3 separate regions of the Mus musculus genome follow, and regions 2 and 3 are each linked to region 1. A link is a contact called in public HiChIP or PLAC-seq data. All regions are on one chromosome and are shown on one strand. The core of a region is the stretch at or near the end of the contact, and the rest is flanking DNA. Distances in the headings are between cores, read along the strand shown.

Evidence for each region. HiChIP or PLAC-seq counts read pairs in DNA pulled down with a chosen protein or histone mark.
Region 2: an H3K27ac HiChIP or PLAC-seq map of differentiating embryonic stem cells shows a contact between it and region 1, with 3 times the contacts expected there. The contact joins the enhancer-like site here to the promoter of Lhx1os in region 1. A contact is called at or near these places in 1 of 39 promoter capture datasets (embryonic stem cells), 5 of 484 Hi-C or Micro-C datasets (cerebellar granule neurons, embryonic fibroblasts, nephron progenitors and 2 more), 12 of 115 datasets of contacts at active chromatin or transcription factors (bone marrow-derived macrophages, differentiating embryonic stem cells, embryonic forebrain and 6 more) and 2 of 9 other capture datasets (liver and pancreatic islet).
Region 3: an H3K27ac HiChIP or PLAC-seq map of differentiating embryonic stem cells shows a contact between it and region 1, with 3 times the contacts expected there. The contact joins the enhancer-like site here to the promoter of Lhx1os in region 1. A contact is called at or near these places in 2 of 39 promoter capture datasets (embryonic stem cells and macrophages), 3 of 484 Hi-C or Micro-C datasets (the G1E-ER4 cell line, cerebellar granule neurons and cerebellum), 11 of 115 datasets of contacts at active chromatin or transcription factors (the SCID.adh cell line, bone marrow-derived macrophages, differentiating embryonic stem cells and 5 more) and 3 of 9 other capture datasets (adipose tissue, liver and pancreatic islet).

The regions. Positions count from the first base shown.
Region 1 is chr11:84,523,212-84,527,321 of GRCm38.p6, forward strand. Lhx1os (LIM homeobox 1, opposite strand) reads left to right here and starts at 2,449. Exons shown (of 4, transcript NR_038057.1): 1 at 2,449-2,537. It overlaps Lhx1 (LIM homeobox protein 1), which reads right to left and starts at 2,323. Exons shown (of 5, transcript NM_008498.3): 1 at 795-2,323. The coding sequence starts at 964.
Region 2 is chr11:84,583,372-84,587,481 of GRCm38.p6, forward strand. No RefSeq gene overlaps it. Among named protein-coding and RNA genes, the nearest start is that of Lhx1os, 60 kb to the left of the region's middle. Within about 2 kb of position 2,405, at least 10 of the 459 cell types and tissues checked have an H3K27ac peak or open chromatin away from gene starts, as enhancers often do. A contact at or near this core is called in differentiating embryonic stem cells, where this site is marked.
Region 3 is chr11:84,560,757-84,564,866 of GRCm38.p6, forward strand. No RefSeq gene overlaps it. Among named protein-coding and RNA genes, the nearest start is that of Lhx1os, 37 kb to the left of the region's middle. Within about 2 kb of position 2,370, at least 17 of the 459 cell types and tissues checked have an H3K27ac peak or open chromatin away from gene starts, as enhancers often do. A contact at or near this core is called in cerebellum and differentiating embryonic stem cells, where this site is marked.

The DNA.
Region 1 (4,110 bases), core at 1,199-3,698:
CCATTCTGTTCTGTTGAGTTGTGATCGGGACAAAGAGTTTAAGAAAATACATGTAAAATGGTAAACAGAAGAGAATTTTCCCGGTTCTAACGAGCCGCCAAGAGGTGGCCTTCCTTGTGGGGCATTGGCTGGAAAGGCACGAAGAGGAGCCTGAGCATTGGTCTGAGGCCAAAATCGAACCGCACGGTTCTCCCAGGTCTATGCTTAGAGGCCAATCCACGTTTGGGGAGACCCATAGACATACAGGATTGGCCTCAAGGTCGGACTCTTTATTGTGGCTTTCTGGGCCACAAGGGCTCTGTAGTTCCGACAAGATCTCTTGGAGAAGGAAGAGGCAGGGACTGGAATAAAGCTGGAGCCTCTAAGCTCAACTTGGAGAACCAACAAGCTGGGAGAACCAGAAAACGTCTTTGGTTGCTGGAGAGCTTGGCTTCGGGAAAGGCAAGCGAGAGCTGCAACCCCGAGGCTGCTCCACCTCTCCCTCGCCTTGTTAGGGCTGCTGAGCTGAAGCCATCTCAGACCCTTTCTTCCCAGGCGCGGGCAGCCAAACCCGGACCACGCTTTCCAGAACCAAGTACTACAGCTGATGTGTTTATAAAAAGATAAAGAGAAAATTAATATATCTCGCAATACCGACTAGCTTCCTAAAAGGTAGAAGCGGGAAAAGACTGGGCTGCCCTAGTAAAAGGCAGCTCCTAACGCGGCTGCTAGAGCCACACAGACCTCTGATCCGAAGCTGGCCTGGAAGGGCCCATGGGGAAGGAGCAACAGAGGCGCGGGAGGGAAGTACTCACCGGAAGAAGTCGTTTTTACAGTAGAGCTTGCCTTCCCGGGAGAAGCACTTCTCGGTCAGGTTGCATTTACATTCACAGCACTGGACGCACTTGACGTGCCAGGCCCTGTCCAACACGTTCAAGAGGAAACGGTCCAGGATGGGCCTTTTGCAGCCCGCACAGTGCACCATGGTCTTTGGTTTGGTCCGGTGAGGCCCGGAGCGACAGGGCAATTAGAGTCGAGGGGATGACTTCTGAAGACAACCAGCTCCTCCAAAAAGAAGAAACCCTCTCTAGTTGGGCAAGCAAAAAACCCGTACTAGCAAATCAAAAGGGGGAGAGACCAGGCTGGTAGAGGGCAGCCCCGGAGTCCCGGGGCAACGGGATGGAGCAGCGCCACCTCAGCTCACCGGGCGAGGAAAATCAGTCTCAAGCGGGCTAGAAAGCGGCTCTTCTGCTCAAAGCCCGCGAAGGAGTGAAGGTCACCGTGAGAGGCGGCGGGACGTAAATAAATAAAATGGAAACAGACGAAAAGGAAGACGCCAAGAGCTCAGGATTCGGGAAAGCTGGGTTCTCTCCAGCTTGAGGTAGAGCTGTCAGAAGTCAAAGTGCATCTGCTTTTGTCAGAGTATGAAGGCAGGTTGTGTGCGTGTCAGACTGCCCACCACCGGGTTTTCCCCTTTAAAAAAAACACGGAAAGAAAAGAACACGGGAGTAGAAAGCTTTGGATCCTACATTGCCGGTTTCTTGCAGTGAGTTGGGACGCTCTGGGCGCCCGCGCTGGGCCTGGGGAGGGGGCGGGGGCAGACCGAGGTGTGGGGGAGATGGCGGGTTGGGTAGGATATTTTGTTGATTGTAGTTGTTGCTTAGGTAGCCCCCACCCCTTTGGAGAGTTTTCTTTTTTGTGCCAGTCAAAAATGGAAAGGGACCGTCCGCTTCGGGCGGACGCAGCCGGGCGCACTCGCTCGCTCCCCACCGCCCCAGCCCTGTCACCTCGGCCGGTGGCCTGCCAGGCAGTCTGCCGCGTCCTCCGAGCGGCCCTCCCTGCGCTTGGACTCCTGGGGAGGCAACACGGTCTGGCTCTTCACTGCGCCTGGACGAGCATCCTGGCTTCAGTCACAACTCGCGGCCGCTTGGGCGCGCAGCCTTGCATCGCTCGGCCCACGATCCCGCTGCCTGTGTTCCGGCCCCACAGTCGCTCGACTTTTTTTTTTTTCCTTGTCCCCCCCACCTCTCTTTTTGTGCGGTGGCAAATCTGGGTTTTCTTTCTAGTCTCCTTCCTTTCTTTTTCCCTCCCTTTTTCTTTTCCTTGGTCAACGCGAGAAGCCAGGGGAGGGGGCGTCTTGGAGAGCTTTAGAATGTCCTGGGGCTGCGGCTATAGAAGGCCAGCGGCTGGAACAGTTTGGCGCGGATTGCCGGTGTCGCTGTCCGGCCCGCGGGTTCCTTGTTGGCTCTCCCCAGGCGCGCGTCCCTCGGTCCCTAGTCTCCTGGCCCAGTCTTCCGCGCGTCTCTCCCCAGCTCCAGCGGCTCGGTCACTGCTCCTGGCTGTTGGCTGAGCCCTGGAAGCCCCCTCGCCTTAATGCAGCGCCCGCCGACGTCACGGCAGTCTGTGACCAATCAGCGCCTCGCGGTCCTTCTGTAAACCATTCTGCGTCCCCCCCGGCCGGGGAGAATGCGGGGAGACCGCGTTTAGAGGATCAGTGGCGGCGGGCCCGCGCGGTGCCGGCGACTAGCAGCGAGATGTCCTGGCCCCTTCCAGGTTTGGTAAGACGTCCGTTTCGGCATCAAGGATTGACAGTAGGCGGGAGGAAGCGCGGAAAGGAGGCGCGGAGGAAGTCAGAGTTCTGGGTGGGGGTAAAAGCAAACCTATATATTTAAAAAGACTTGTTGGGATTAGATTGCAGCGAGATCTGGAAGCTTGGGAGGTCCTAGTACACTGGTTTTGCAAATCACTAGGTGTTGATAGCCCGCCCCTTGTTCGTTTGGCCTGGAAATTGCCCCCGGCGTAGCTCGAGTCTAAGGAGAGGTAGGGGGCGCTTGGCAGCGTAATCTCGCCTTCTGTCTGTTTCGGTGCCTCCTCCCCCTGTCCATCCAAAGTCCACCCGGCAGGGAGTCTGGGAGACACGAGTGTCGATCTCCCGCTGCGCTCACTTGCAAAGTTGATTCGGGCGATTTCCTGATGGGGGCGGGAGAAACCGGAGGCCCGGCGCCAGGGTGGGAGAAAGAGTGGGTGGGGAAGCGCTTCGGGTGAGGAGCTCCAACTCTGGCAAGAAGTTGTGAGAAAATTGTGATCCGGAGACACCTTTTACAAACAAAAACAAATGACTAGGTGGGAAACGGCGGGGCTCCCGCAGCTGGGGGGAGGTGGTAGCAGCGGGGGACTGCACCGTAGCAGCAGGGGAGGGAGGCTTGTGGCGCACTGACCGAATATGCCTGGCTCCCATTCCGGTCGTCCCTTTTCCAGGCTTCGAACAAGTTCCTTTCTTCGGACGTCAACCGACCTACCAGAGTTTATTCCTTAGGAATGTTACACTTTCCCAATTCTGTCCACGTTGTAAATTCCTGGCCACCTTCTTTGGGGGACGGCGACGAATCTGCCTAAGTGTGGAAATCGATGCGGGTCCTGAAGGCTTGAGCTTTAAAGAGTATTCTAGTTCCCAGGAGCACTCAAGTTAAGCATAGCAGCCCCCCCTCCCCCAAGCTTAACCCAAACATCTCAAAGTGGTGCCACTTCTGCTCTTATTTGGGGGAGGTGCTAGGAAAGCCCATTTGATCAAACTTGGAAGGACCCTGCAGCCAAATCTAGATGGAATTTCAGAATCTGTCTTTAGAGTTATTTCATCTATGAGCCTAGCAGATCTTCTACAGGGCTAAATTAGGAGAAAAGTGTGCAGAAACGCGGTTGGACTGGCAGTGAATCCGCATCCACTAACACAATACCCTTTTCCAGCGAAGAGAGAAGAAGCTGTTACGAATCTAGCTTTTGTTTGATGAGGTTGTTGGGTTTTTATAGGGCTGTGCCAATGACCCCTTTTCTCTCTCTTGCACCACCTGGCAACCCCGAAACTCATCAGCAGCTCTGGCCTTCCCACCCGCATGATCTTTGCTTTGTAAATCCAACCCGCCACGGCCTGCTTCACACGCCTTCTTAGAGATTTGCTCCCACCCCACCCCCGACCTCTGAGTGCGGGACCTCTAAAGCATTCTCGGTACCCCTGTCCACATACCCATTCCCATGGAGCGGCTGTGGACCAAAGTAGTGCAGCCAATAGTTCTCAAGCATAAATCCCTCTCCTGGTCCTTCCTAGGCTTAGACTCAGGGCTGATCAGGGTAAGA
Region 2 (4,110 bases), core at 1,155-3,654, 60 kb after region 1:
TTTATATATATATATCATATATATATCATATATATTATATATGTATGTGTATATATAGTTATACAGTTATATATATAGTTATATGTGTAGTTATATGTATAGTTATATATATAGTTATATACACACACATATGTGTTACAGGCATGTACATGCCTGTGGGGATAAGAGGTTGACATCAGTGTCTTCTTCAATTGCTCTTCACCTTGGGTTTTGAGACGTGTTCTCTCAATGAACCTGGAGCTAACTGATTGGGCAAGACAGGCTCATATGTAGGCAAGCCTCTGGTATCCTCCTGTTTCTGCCTGCCCAGATTATATGGAATTATATGCTTTTATATGGGTGCTTGGACTCCAACTCACGTCCTCATGTTTGGAAAGCAAAGTACTTTCCTGATTGAGCCATTTCCCTAGTCTCTAGTTTGGGATTTTTTTGGGGGGTTGTGGGGGGGACTAGGTCTCATGTATCCCAGACTGCCCTTGAGCCTTTGATCTTCTGGCTCTGCCTCCCCCACCCCTGCCAAATGCTGGAATTACAGGCATGTACTACCATGCCCAGCTAGGACCAGGGTTTGAACCCTTCTAACCCTGAAGATGGCCCTAGGTTATCTTGGAAGGGACAGAGGCTAGGCTTTTTGTTTCCAATGAAACTTGAAGCAGGTAACTGAATCAGTTTAAGTCTAGACTTGCCATTTCTTCCCAGTTTTCTCCTGTCTTAGGAACAAAACCTAAGGCGTCATCAGGCTCAGGCCCTGAGAGGCATTTTCAGGAACTTTGGATCAGAGAGGGCATAGGAGGTCCCTGGGCTTGTGTCATTTTCTCTGAGAGTACAGAAAACAGGTTTCTCAGCTTCATCTTTGTGGGGGATTTACAATTGAGGCTAAGTATTATTGAGATGAGACATTAACTGGATGCCCTACACTGTTTGCAGAGAACCTTCTATGATGTTGGGATCTTGGAAGCCATTGAGGACATAAAATTGGTGAGCACAAGTTCACGCCTAGATGAGTCCATGGTGTGGCCAGAGAATTGTAGACAGGAGCAAGGACTTGTGGTGAACTATGAAATGTACAATAGTTAGGGTGTCTTGTGGACATCGATTCCTCTTCTACGGTATGTCAAGGAAGGATTCAATGAAATTGTATGTAAAAATGGGTGAATGGGAGTTTCCTAAAGAGACACAAGTATGAACACACATATGTATGAAGAATATCTGAGTTGGGAATTGATGAAATCTGTTAGACAGATTATCTTCCAATCGGTGGAGACAGTGTTGAGAGATACATCTGGGAAGGTCACAGAATGGAGACTCTATGATCCCTGAAGACTTTAGGCTGTTTCTCAGGGAGAGACACTTGTTGGAAATACAAAGAGAGATCCTAACTCCTGGTGAGGGCCCATTTCTTGATTTACCTGACCTCCAAGCTTCTCTTTCCCTATTGGTAGGATGGAAATGATGCTGACAGCTGGGTCACCTTGTTATTTAAGTGCTTCCCAGACTGGCCAGGGAAAAGTAGCCAATAAATGCTGGAGAGAGTCCTTGCTCTTATGTTGCTATTCAAAGGAAGACAGGAGCAGCCCAGGTTCTCACGTGGGTGCTTGAAGTCTGTGTGGCTTTAGACACTCAGGTGCCCTAGCTTCAGTAGAGCCTCTGTGGAGTGGCAATAACAATAACTACCTTGCCGGGCTTCTGAGAGGGCCAGAGAGTCAGCTGAGGACACCTGACCTGATGCCAGGGTGTCCACAGTGTCAGTTTCTAGGATGCCATTTTTTATCATGTTTTTAATCTTTAGGTAGCACAGAGTAGGTGCTTTATACACATCACCTCAGCTCCTTCTATGCCTCCCATATTGTTCATGCCCCTCCACTCCATTTTCCCACTGGATGGTGTGCAGGGTCTGCTGTTGCATAAAAGACAGTAATGCTTCAGTGTTGAGATCTGGAGAAAGCAAGATGAGGCTTTGCCACTTGGGACCTCTGGACCTCTGAAGCTCTGGCTGTGGAATGGGACTGTCAACAGAGGGGACTTGTGAACAGGCACCTGATAGGACTACGGAAAGTACAATTGAGGTGAGGTCTGTGGCACAACACCCAGGGCCTGGCACATGTAAGGATTCTGAGCACGGGACCAAGGGTTACTCCCCTTTCTTATGTGAGTCTAAGACTCAGACTGGGCCTTGTGTGAAGGGGCCCTGTGGTCAGGAGCGGAAAGGGATGGTAGAACCAGGGTGGGAAGGCCAGGGATGCCAGGTAGAGTGGCTCTGAATGGATTTCCATCTGCTTCCCCATGATTCTCTGGACTGCGGTCTTGGTCTGAGGGCTCCTCCTGCAGACCTTTGGAGACAGAGCAAGGCCATGGGCACCCTATTGGGGCAGGGCTGCCTCTCTGGCCTCAGCTGTCTCCTGCTGGGGCTGTAGTGAAAGGAAAGGCCATTTGCAATTCAGATGGGGCAGATGGGAGAACTTTGTAGGGAGGGGAATGGGGGACACGCTTGAGTCAGCTGTCTCACTTCTCACAGACATCCTGACCCTAGAGCAGCCCTTCTCAGCCTGGTGCCTGGCCTCTCAGATCACAACCCACTTAGGGCACACTCTCTGTGTGCATGAGGAAGGAGACACGATTACCATCCCACTTTAAACACAAGTGAGGCCCAAAGAGGCAAAGCTACTCGCTCAAGGTCACATAGCCAAGGGCAGAGCAGCAGCATACAGCACACTGTCTGGCTTCAGAGCACACGTTTTTATTCACGCTGAGTATCAGAGCATCATTCAAACTCTTCCCAATGTCAACACCTCCTCGCCTGTGCCTGGAAGTCCCAAAGGATGCTGTGTGAAGCCTGTCTGATGCAGTCTATGTTCTTCCTGTTTCTGGGACAACTCTTCCTGTCCCATAGAGCTGTTCTGGGGTCACCTTAACAGAAAGGTCATGAAACCCAGGCCCTTTTGATTTCCTGGGCCTCATGGGACCTCTGACTATCAGAGAGGAGATAGATTTACAGCAAATGGCCAGGCAGGGCTTGTGTAGGGACTCACAAATAGTTGACTCTGGATATCAATTTCCAGGGACAAAGATGAATCTTGGACCAAGAAGCTCAGATTGCTAGGGCTGCAGGCTTGGCCCCTTCCCTTCCCGTTTCTGCAAACAGGGGACTTGCCACAGGTGGAGCCCTTCTCCATAGTCTCACCCCACACCCATCCACCACATGGCCAGCAAGGCAGAGGCCTAAGGCTCCATCTTACAAATGGGTCAGGCTAACAATGTCCACTCGGGTCAGTGTGGGGTGTGATGGAAAGAAGAGCCCATTTTCATCCCCCAGCCTCCAGCCCATCTCCCTTTCCCATTCCTTGGAGGGGAATGGATGAGCAGTACTTGGAACTTCCTTCTTCAACAGTCATTTCTCTGTGGAACTTCATTGCCTCCTATCCATTCATCTGGGTAAGAGGCAACGTTTTAGGTGACAGATAAAAAGCCAGTGACAATCCAGGACCAATTCTCCTCCATGCTGAAGCTGGGCTTTGGCCTCACTGGTTCTGTGATCTTGGGCAAGTCTCTACCTCCATTGTCACATCTGTGAAATGGGTGGAGAGTCTTTCCTGGGCTGGATTAGTTCATAATCCAGTCAGCTCCTGCATGAGCCCTGTATCTTTCACATTAATAGCTGTTGGTCCCAACAGCTCCCCCACAGGTTCTTGGTTCGATCATGGGGCAGGCCTCCTCCTTCTGTGACCTCTAACCCCATCTTCTCCTCCCCCAATTCCTTCTCAACGGGAGGCTGTGAGTCCCTCCCCGCCCCTCCCCCTCCACGCGGCCCAGGGGGCCAGAGAAATTAGACCGAATCAAAGCAGAAAATGAGTTTTCATTCATCTTGGAATGATGCGAGAGGTTACGAGCAAGACAAATAGCAGCCTCCCCCTCTTCCTTTATCACTGTCACCGCAATTAATAGGCTGTGGCCTTCGTTATCCAGGCCTTGCTAAGGAGAGAGCAGCCCCGGGCGACGCTAACGAGGGAGAGGAAGCAGGCTGGCTCCCACCAAGAGCCTTCCTGTGGCCATATGCTCACCTGGCCCTCCAGAGCTGCTGTTGGGGTGCAGAGAAGCTTAGGAGGCACCACA
Region 3 (4,110 bases), core at 1,120-3,619, 37 kb after region 1:
ATAGTGAGCTTGAAGCTGCCCTAGGCTACAGGAGACTCTGTGTCAAAAGGGGAAAAAATCCAAAGCAAAACCACCCTCCAATCTTTAACCTACCTATGAAGTCCACATTCCTTGTTCTGAGTTACAAGACCACATCCCAGCCCTACCACTCCCTTCTCAGTCTGGCCACAGACAGTAGCATCTTGCTTTTCCTGTGCCTGTTCATGTAATAGTCTCCCCTGGGTACCAGTTGGAAAAACCAAGCACATCTCTGCTTTTGCTGAGGCCACATCAAGTCCTGCTTCTTCAACCAGGAGGGTTTCCTCCAAGTCTCCAGTTGGAAATTGCTTTTCAAACTTACCTACATCTCTTTTATTACTTGTGACACTCTTTAAGTTTGTGTTAAGCTATTCCATGCCTGATAGCTGAGCTGCCATTCGGGAGGAAGATAACAGTTTCCAAGTTTGAATTGCTAGCATTGCCCCTAGATCCACCGAAAAGCCAGGCCCAGGAGGGACTCATGAACACTGAAAGCATGACTATGCCTATGTCTAGGGAGGGTGATGGGTCTGTGAGGCCCTGGTACAATGTGAGGGCATTTTTCCCTCACTGGGGAAGAGACTTTGTCACCCCTCACTGCACACAGCCTTATGCAGGGTCCTCTGGAGGGAAGCTCGGCACATACCCATTATAGCTCATCCACACCCACCAGCCTGGCCACAGAAGAGGGGCCTGACGAGACTAGACGGTGAGGCAGCCACATTCCAGACGGGTGAGGCACACCTGGGAGGTCACAGGTCTGGCTCAGACCCACCTGTGTTCACTCAAGCTTTACAGTCCCCCTCCTCTTCAGTGACCCAGGGTTCGAATCCTCACTGCCCCTTGTGAGATCTTTCAGGATCTCCTCTGATCTGTGGAGGCTGCCAGGGCTGGAGAGGAGCTCTGGGAAGGCCTGCGGGGGGGGGGGGGGCACGTCTGGCATCTGGGAACCAAGAGTCTGGCTCTCCTGGAAGCCAGTGCTGCCAAGCTGCAGATTCGCGGGAAGCCACATCAGCCCAAGCTTAACCTAGGAAGGCAGATGTATTGCCAAAAACCACATATGCCAAGCAGCACTTGATTGCAAAGCCAAACATTTTTTTTTTTGGCTTGATCATTGTTTGGGGTTACTATGCCACAGTTAATGCTCTGCTGGTGAAAGCAATGGCCTGCCTGGGCTTCGGCAGGTGTGATAGCTTCCTTGTGTACAGAGGTGTGTGTGTGTGTGTGTGTGTGTGTGTGTGTGTGTGTGTGTGTGTGTGTGTACTCCCACACATGGGGACTCTCTGGAGCCATGCAAGCAAGTGTGCACGTGTTTGCACATAGCCACTCAGATAACGTTGTCACAGCAAGACTAGGCAGACTGGAACATATTGCTCGAAGAAATAAAGGCTGGTTAGAGAAATGCCAGGGGATAAACAGTATAGGAAATGAAAGAGGAATCCAGATACAAAGGTGCCTACGCCCGGAGTCCTAGCTACTTGGGAAGCTGAGGTTGCAGGATCATGTGAGCTCAGAAGTTCAACATAGGCCTAGTCAACATAGCAAGGCCATATCACAAATGATGCACAAATGTAGAATGTGTAGACTGGCTGTCAGGAGCACAAATGCCAGCCCTCTCCCAGGTTTGAATCCTCTCTGGCAATTCCCTCAGCCAACACTGCCTCAGTTTCTCACCTACCCAGTAGAGATCAGAATAACAGCCTCTACTGATTAGAGTCAGCAGAGGAATAAGAAAGTGAATGCTTGTGAAGTAAGTGTATGCAGAAGGAGGAGAGCAGAGGCAGGCGGATTTCTGAATTCGAGGCCAGCCTGGTCTACAAAGTGAGTTTCAGGACAGCCAGGGCTATACAGAGAAACCCTGCCTCGGAAAAAAAAAAAGAAAGAGAGAGAGAGACAGAGAGGGAGGGAGGGAGGGAGGGAGAGAGAGAGAGAGAGAGAGAGAGAGAGAGAGAGAGAGAGAGAGAGAGAGAGAGAGAGAGAAGAAAAAACAGAAGGAACAGAGAAGGGTTTCCCTCAGGAGCCTTTCCTTTTTCAGCCCCTCCCCCTCCATAGTCTCTCCTGCATCACTTCCCCAGTTAACAACATCCTGGACTCTGCCAGAGACAGTTGGGCCCAGGGAGCACCTGCTGCTGCCAGGGAAAACCCGCCAAAGGGGAGTGGGAGCTGGGGAGGTGGAGACGTGGTCTGTGATCACTTGCCTGTCACTTTTCCCCTCCCCACTTCTGTTTCTCTCACCATGATCCCAGGGGCAGGGGGTTGTGGGCCCGCAGCAGTGGGAGCACTCCAAAGAGCAGACAATCCGCCATTCTCTAGTGGGCTGGGGGTCAGGCCCTTCCTCGCTCCATCTGCCCCAGCTGAAGCCGGTACTATCCGTTCTGCCTGCGCAGCCTAGTGGAGCCCAGTGCAGCCACAGTGCAGGCCTTGCTGTGTGCTCCTTTTCCAGAGCTCTGCTGCCTGAGCCGCAGTCTCTTCTCATCCTGAGGTTCTGTCTCTGTACCTCACCAGCCTCTCTGGCTGTCTTGTCTCTGGGTCTTCTGTCTAGGTGCAGAGAGCACAGGTCCAGAATGCCACACTCTTTCACATAGTTCTTTCTGTTCCCGGGCCAAAGACCTGGCCACTAAGCATCTGGACGAGCTGGCTCTCTGCGCTCTAGCCTTCCAGGATCTGGCTCACCATCTCTTTCCCTCTGCTTTGTAGCTCCTGTGACCTTCCCGATCCTCTACCCTATTCCTGTCCAGAGCAGCTCGCTTCCCTCCAGTCTTAGCCAGAGGCTCATAGTGAAGCTGTCCCTGACCCACAGACTGGGAGGTGGAGAATCACCATGGCAACAGGGAAAGCCTCCCCTTCCTCTTCCATTCCTTTTCACGGAAGGGGTTGGGAATATGGAGCTAGGAGTAGAGCCCTCAGGGACCCAGGATGGAGACTGGCAGAGGTGGTGGTGGGGCGGGGTGGGTACTCAATGAGACATTTGTGAGACTGTTCCAACTGTGGAACCTCAGTCAGAGGAACTGAGCGCACCCAAGTGTGTTCTAGTGAGGATACAGCCAACAGATGAGTTGTCCTGTGTGGCTGTGACTCTCCGGATAGCCCATTAGACACAGAGCCTCCCCTCATTCTGAACCCACAGTACGGCCATGCTCCAGAGTTGTGTACTGAGGATCTGCACTTAAAGATTTGCCCTAATCAGCCCCCATGCTACCAGAGTGGAGGAGCCGCCAGGTCACTGAAGGCTGCCCACTGGCCCCTGTGGGAATCCTGGCTTGGTCACACAAAATCAGGTGCAAGCTCCCCTAAAGCTTAGCATGCACTGCTCTCAGGGCAGTAACACTGGCGGCAGAGGGTGATGTGAGAATTACCCTCGCTTTGCACCCAGCTTGGGGGCTTCGGCTTCTTGCTCTGGGTTCTGCCACCTCCACCGAGACTGGCAGGGTCTATTATGGGAGCAGGGTTCCCTCCCAGGGGCCTGCCCCAGCCTGGGCCTTCGCTGTCGTTATGTGTTACAAGACACTGAGAATTCTCGACACTGGAGCAACATGAAATCATTAAGGCAAAACAATAAATAAAGGTCTAGAAGTTATTACAGAGCTGACAGCACACAATGCCATCCTGCAAAGCAAATATGAATTATTCTAGAACATTTTAAAATGAAAAATCCTCTCTTCTTCCTGCCCAGCCCTGTAATCTATTAACTCCCCTCTCTGTCCCCTCACCAGTGTGGAGAGCAGCTGGGCCACGAGGACCCAGGCACAGGTCTTCCTGTGAGTCAGCCAGCTGCTGCTTCTGCTCACAAGTCCTTGGGTTTGCTAAGAACATCCGGTTGTCTCCATTAGAGAATAGGAAGGAGCATCCCTGGGGAAGGGAGCATCCCTGGAGAGGCTCCCCTACCCCAACATTCCCCAGTCTCTTTGCTTCCCCGGTGTATAGCAAACTCCACAGCTGAATCAGCCCATTTTACAGATGGGAAAGTAGGAGCAGGAGGGAACGGGCAAGACAGAGCTGAGACTCAGGCCTGTGTTCTCTCATTCCAAGTTTAAAAGTAGATGCAGTTTGAGGCTAGCCTGGTCTACAGAATGAGTTCCAGGAAATCCAAAG